Linked DNA regions of Anas platyrhynchos: region 2 is linked to region 1. The links are chromatin contacts, called in public Hi-C maps. All regions are on one chromosome and are shown on one strand. Each heading gives the region's core, a stretch centred on a gene start, on an enhancer-like site or on the middle of the called end of the contact. The rest is flanking DNA. Distances are from core to core; before and after follow the strand shown.

The links. A called contact is a pair of places that touch in the nucleus more often than the background predicts.
Region 2: a Hi-C map of subcutaneous adipose tissue shows a contact between it and region 1, with 2.1 times the contacts expected there. The contact joins two enhancer-like sites. A contact is called at or near these places in 3 of 8 Hi-C or Micro-C datasets (liver, skeletal muscle and subcutaneous adipose tissue).

What each region holds. Positions count from the first base shown.
Region 1 is chr14:1,204,427-1,207,226 of IASCAAS_PekinDuck_T2T, forward strand. All of the region lies in intron 20 of ARHGAP26 (Rho GTPase activating protein 26), which reads right to left. Among named protein-coding and RNA genes, the nearest start is that of NR3C1, 93 kb to the left of the region's middle. Within about 2 kb of position 1,330, at least 1 of the 8 cell types and tissues checked has an H3K27ac peak or open chromatin away from gene starts, as enhancers often do. A contact at or near this core is called in subcutaneous adipose tissue, where this site is marked.
Region 2 is chr14:1,271,272-1,274,018 of IASCAAS_PekinDuck_T2T, forward strand. The region is part of intron 11 of ARHGAP26 (Rho GTPase activating protein 26); the gene reads right to left. Among named protein-coding and RNA genes, the nearest start is that of ARHGAP26, 36 kb to the right of the region's middle. Within about 2 kb of position 1,485, at least 3 of the 8 cell types and tissues checked have an H3K27ac peak or open chromatin away from gene starts, as enhancers often do. A contact at or near this core is called in subcutaneous adipose tissue, where this site is marked.

The DNA of each region.
Region 1 (2,800 bases), core at 80-2,579:
GGGAGTTGTACAATTCTAATTTAATTCAGTTTGCGAGAAGCACCCTTAGATGTTCCCAGAGCAAATCACATAAACAGAGCAGCGCAGTTCAAAAGCAGAAACTTCTGAAAAGTCTCCTGGGAGGCAGCTCTGCAAAAAGCTGCGGAGAGCAGGAGGGAGGTTGGAAAGAGCTGCAGAGAGGCCTGGGGAGAGGAGCCTGTGAAGAGGCTGTCTGTCTGTCTGTCTGTCTGTCCGTCCATCTGCGAGGGCCTGCACGCCCTGCACAGGCAGTAACGTCCCCAGGAGCAGGCTCCAGTTAACTCCAAAGCTGTGGATTCAAAGCAACCACATACTTCATTCCTGCTGAGCAAAGGAAGGCAGGTTTCTGCGTGCATTAGCGAAAAGGAGGCTTGACCCGACAGATCATCTTTGCTGTAATGGATGACCATGCAGAAAATATTTTGACGTATGACTGATGGTTCACATGGGGCTAGCCACAAAACTGGAGACTTTCTTTGTAAGAACATTTGGACAAATTTTCAAGTTCAATTTGTGGAAAGTTTCTAGTCCAGGAGCCAACTGAAAACTGAAAGAGCTAAAGCTCTGAAAAGTTGTTATGCCAAAGTCTTGGGCAAATGAAAAGCCCACACAGCAGAAAAACAGATAAACCATCCATCTTCGACCTTTTCCTCCTGCAAGCCCAAAGCAACAAGCCCACGGAGCAGAGATGCTGGGAAAGCTGGCGGCCTTTCAGCGCTGGACTTTTCCTCTCGACCAAGCAGCCGTAAATATCCCTCCTCAAACGAAAGTTTGTAATTTCCCTCTGCCCTCCCAGAACAAGATGACTGCTCTTGTGGCCTACAGGCATCTTTCTTTTACACGTATCTGAAAATACCTCATGGAAGCGCACAAATGCTTCTAAAATAAATCCAGGATTATTTAAACACAACCTAGGAAAGAATTATGAAATACATACAGATAAATACACATGCGTGCGTGTGAATTAGATACATGCAAGTTCTAAATCGTATTGCCATCAGCAACTGGGCCTCCCCCACATTTATCTGTGGAGCCTACTGAGTATACTGCTTGTATTTTTCATGAACCGGGTTTGAAGATGTTTGCCAGACCCTTGAATCACTGCAGCTTATGGAGCTCCGAACTGCAGGCAGAGTCCGGGACTCCCAAGTTAAAGCTGCTTTGCGAAAAACACACAGACACCCTTATAACAGTCTGAACCAAAAAAAATAAATAAGTCATGAGATAGCTGGAATATTATGTCATCTGGAATAAGCCAAGCAGCAGACTGGGAACTTGAGGATCTGTTCTGAAGCAGGAACACCAGGAGAGCCGCGTTCCTGCTTGGAGCGGTGAACGAGCCCTGCTCCTCCTGAGCCCAGGCCGACCCCATGGCCGAGCCACGCAGCACTGTGCCCCTGGGGCCGCCTGCCCAAATCCCCTGCCCAACACACAGACACGGGGTGGGCACAGGGCAGTGCTGCTGGCACCGGTGCAGCTGCGGAGGACGAAGCAGGGCGCACGGTGCTGCTGCTCAGCGGGGCTCCGTGCCAGCCCCGGCCAGGTCAGGGCCCACCCACGGTGCCACCCGGTGAGCCTCCACGGACACCTCGTCCCTAGCCTCGCTCTCCTCGTGTTGTAGTACTTCCCATGACCCCAAACAGAAGGGGACCAATGCTCGTTTGGGCTCACTTCACCCCAGACCTGTACCAGATGCTGTATGTGTGCTTCTGCCGTCCCGCCGGGTACCCGCAGGGCCAGGCAGTGCCCGCCTCGGAGAGCCTTCCTCCCCCAGCAGCTCATCTGCAGGGCCATGAGCAGCCTCCCCATGGGCTCTTCCCCCACCCAGGAGCAGCGTGGTGGTACCTCACAACTCTGACAAGAGACACGAGCCGTGCCAGGAGGTGCTGAGGGAGGAGAGCTGCGATAATTGCGCGCCGTGGCACTGCCTGGATGGACGCGCTGCGAGCAGCTGCTGGGACAGCAGCTCCGTGCCACCACAGCCCCGTGGGGACCAGGCAGGCCAAGTGTAAGAGCCCAGTCTCAGCCCACGACCACAGACAGGACAGGTCCAGTATCTTAAAACTAAATTTAGATACAGCTTTTCACGATGAGCTACCATTGAATGCCAGGCTGGGGGAGAGCGGGTAAGCACACGGGTTCCTCAGGGACAGCTCTGCTTGACTGAGAAGAAAATTGCTCAAACAAAAGCCCCGGAGATGCCATTCAGAGAGACGGTCCCCAAGTGGCTGACAGGAAGGCAGGATGAGGGTGGGACCCGCCCCGGTGCCTTCTGCACCTCCAGTTGCCATTATTCTTTGCGAATATAAACAACGGCAGCAGAAGAAAGCGGAGCCACAAAAGCCTCTGCAAAACAACTGCGAGCGAGCACGAGAGAGGAACTGCAGAGGTCACGCAGGTTAAGGGCTCGCTTCTCCCCCCCGGATGGAGGACGGACGGACGGACGGACGGGCGGACACGGCACGGCAGCCGCCTGCCCCTGTCCCCGGGTGGTGCCACCCTTGTGGTGTGTCCCCGGGCACGGGCAGTGACCCGCAGCCAGCCCCGAGCTGCAGCCCCGAGCCAGCCCGTGCCCGCGGGGATGTGCGGGCGTTCCCCCTGCCGGCCCCTGCCCGGTTTGACCTCAATCTGTGTTTCCTTTTTTCATTTTGGAGCCATGGCGCAGCCTGCACCTCCTGACCTCTGCTTGTCCTTCTGAAGCAGCACGGGGTAATTAATATATGGGAAATGCAGCTTGAGATCATGAAGTGTGTTGGTTCCGCGCTTCGCTTACATCGTTTGA
Region 2 (2,747 bases), core at 235-2,734, 67 kb after region 1:
ACTAAACTGAGGTGCAATTTATGCCCAGCACACTCGGAGAAAAACACCACTGATGTTTATTAACAACCAGAGTGATCAGTCCCCGAGTCCTCCTGAGTCTGATGCAGCAGCAGTCGTAGATACTGCACCCTAGGTGGAAACGCTGCCCCCACCTCCATCACTGACGGTTTTCCAAACATTGCTGGAAACGGATCCAGAGCTAATGAGCACGGTACACAAACCGACAGAGAAGAGGCAAGTGACCTCCAAGGAGTTGGAGATGAAATGAATTAAAATGATAGAGCAGATTTGCAGCTTCCAGTTCGTTATGATGGAATACGAGAAGGTTGGGAATTCGTGCGGTTGGTAGGTATCCAGCCGTCCCTCCGTGGTGTCTTGGGGGTTGCAACCGAAGTCCTTCAAGTTAATTTATTTTTTGAATGAGCCAAAATGACAGGAATGCCGAGGTTGAAAGCACTGGATTGAGTTCAAAAGACATCATTTCCACTGGGAAATTAATCTCTCACCATTTTGCATAATTAGACAAGGAAAATGAAAAACAATTTCAGAAAGAATTCCCAGAAGCCATATCTGAGGTGGAGGCGGGAGAGGGTGCCGCGTATTGGGCAGGAACGCGAGGCTGGGCTTTGTTGTTACGCTGGGGTTTGCTATAAAAACACCACGTTGCGTTTCCCGAGCAGAAATACTGAACCAGCCCCAGTGCCGCCGAGCAGCTGTCAGACAGGGAGCGAGGCCGAGGGCTGGGACCAGGGGCAGGGCTGCTGCAGACGCCTCTCCCAGCACCGTGCCATGGGCACACCGGGCCACGGGAGCTCCCGGCGGGGCTGAACGTGGCTGCCCAGCAGCCCCACTGCCCGTTACAGGTTATTTCCCTGCTGATACTGCCACCAACCCAACCCAACCACCACTGTGGGCTGGCCCTGAGGAGGACACGGGCCCCGCCATGGCAGGCTGCCCGGCCCCCCACCGCAGGCCTCCTGGCACAGCCTCAGCTCACAGGCAGCCCAGGCCTGGGCCCCCCAGGACACCCAGGGCCAGGAGATGGCAGCCATGGTCACCATGGCAACCCGAGCAGGCCTGCATGATGGAGGCGGCGAGGGGAAGGACCCTCGGTGCCTGGGGGGGCAATGCCAGGCCATGCACGTTTTGAAGATCTGAGCTCAGCCCCGCTCAGTGCAACCAAACGCCGCCTGCCCCCAAAACCATCGGCTGCTTCTCTCAGGGGAGCAGCAGAGGAAGGACAGAGCAACGGGAGAGGGACGAGTTTTTCATTTGGGGCCATGCCAAGCTCTGGGGGCAGACCTGGGAAGCGTTTGTTTTCCCTGCCCCATGCAGCAGGAACTGCCCTGCCCGAGAGCTGGGGCACAGGCACAGGGCAGCCCGTTCTGGGCACCCCCAGACCCGCAGCCCCCCACCCACACGGGCTGCCCTTGCCCTGGCAGGGCACAAGTGCACTGAGCGGGCTGGTCTCAGCTTGCCATCTAGTGGAGGGCGCCCGCACGGCGTCCCCATGCCTGCCCTGCTCCATTTTGTGCCGTCCCCACGCTTGCAGCACTGGAGGATGTTTGAAGAAAGGAGCCCAGTGACACCGAATGCCCAAGCACTGACCACACCACCTGGCCACCAGGCTTCCTGGGGCACTGGGGGGGCACAGCCACCAGGACGCGGTCAGAAGCCCCATAGGGTGCTGCAGAAAGGATAACAAGTCCTTCATGATGCCCCAATGTGTCTGCTCACCCAGTACTGCCACTGACTGCAAGCCCGCAGCACCCGGCAGCATCAGACCCCCCCGAGGGAAGGCTGTGGGGGCTCATGTGGGCTCACAGCTCAGACGTACCAACCCCACACGCACCTTATTTCATTAGGCTATAAAGCTACAGGCACATCACAAACTCCAGGCAATGACCTACAGATGGGAGACAGGTTTCATCTGAAGGTTAAAGTGTTTGGCCTGGGCTCAAATGGAGGAAGAGAAACTCAGGACAAGACATATGAAGTATGGTGCTGCAGTGGTCACCAGGAATTGGGCAGAGGGTACTCCTTACCCGAGCAAAGGATTGGCACATCTACACGAAAGAGAGCTATTGGCAAAGGGCTGCCAGTGTCGACAGACCTTCGGCACCTAGGGAAGGCCTTAAGAGAGTTTCAGTGTCTCTGCAATATCTCAAATGTCATTTAAGAGAGCCTTTGTGGATCTTGCCCTCCGGGCTTTCATTAATTCAGCAGTAACCACTTCTGAACTTCCTGAGTTCCCAGCGCTGACAAACAGCATCGCAACTCCAGCCGGGCCCAGCCCCTGTTTGGGAACATGAACACGGCGTCTCAGCACCCAGCAGAAAACACGGACACCGCAGCTACTGCTCGACGTGTCCCCACGGCTCAGCAGCTCCACGCAGCCCCACGACCACGCAGCCCGGTGTCCTCACACACAGCAGCAGCCAGGCCTGCACCTGGGAGAGCGGGGGACCAAGAGATGGTTTGTGGACCCCAGAGCAGTGAGGTCCTGGAACGGCTTTCCAGAATGGGAGCAAAAACCTTGTTTGCTTTCTGGAGGATGGAGACTCGTGGCACAAGGACTGAGTCAAGTGAGTGCCACTGCGACGGGTCCAACTTCGGGCAGGTCCCAGGACCAAACCCAGCAGCCTCAGCAGTGCTGCCTTGCTGAGTTACCAGCCTTCAGCCTCCCACAGCACGAAAGGGATTTGTTCTCTGTCTGCCTTTGCAAATGTGCAGAACACATAAAGGAA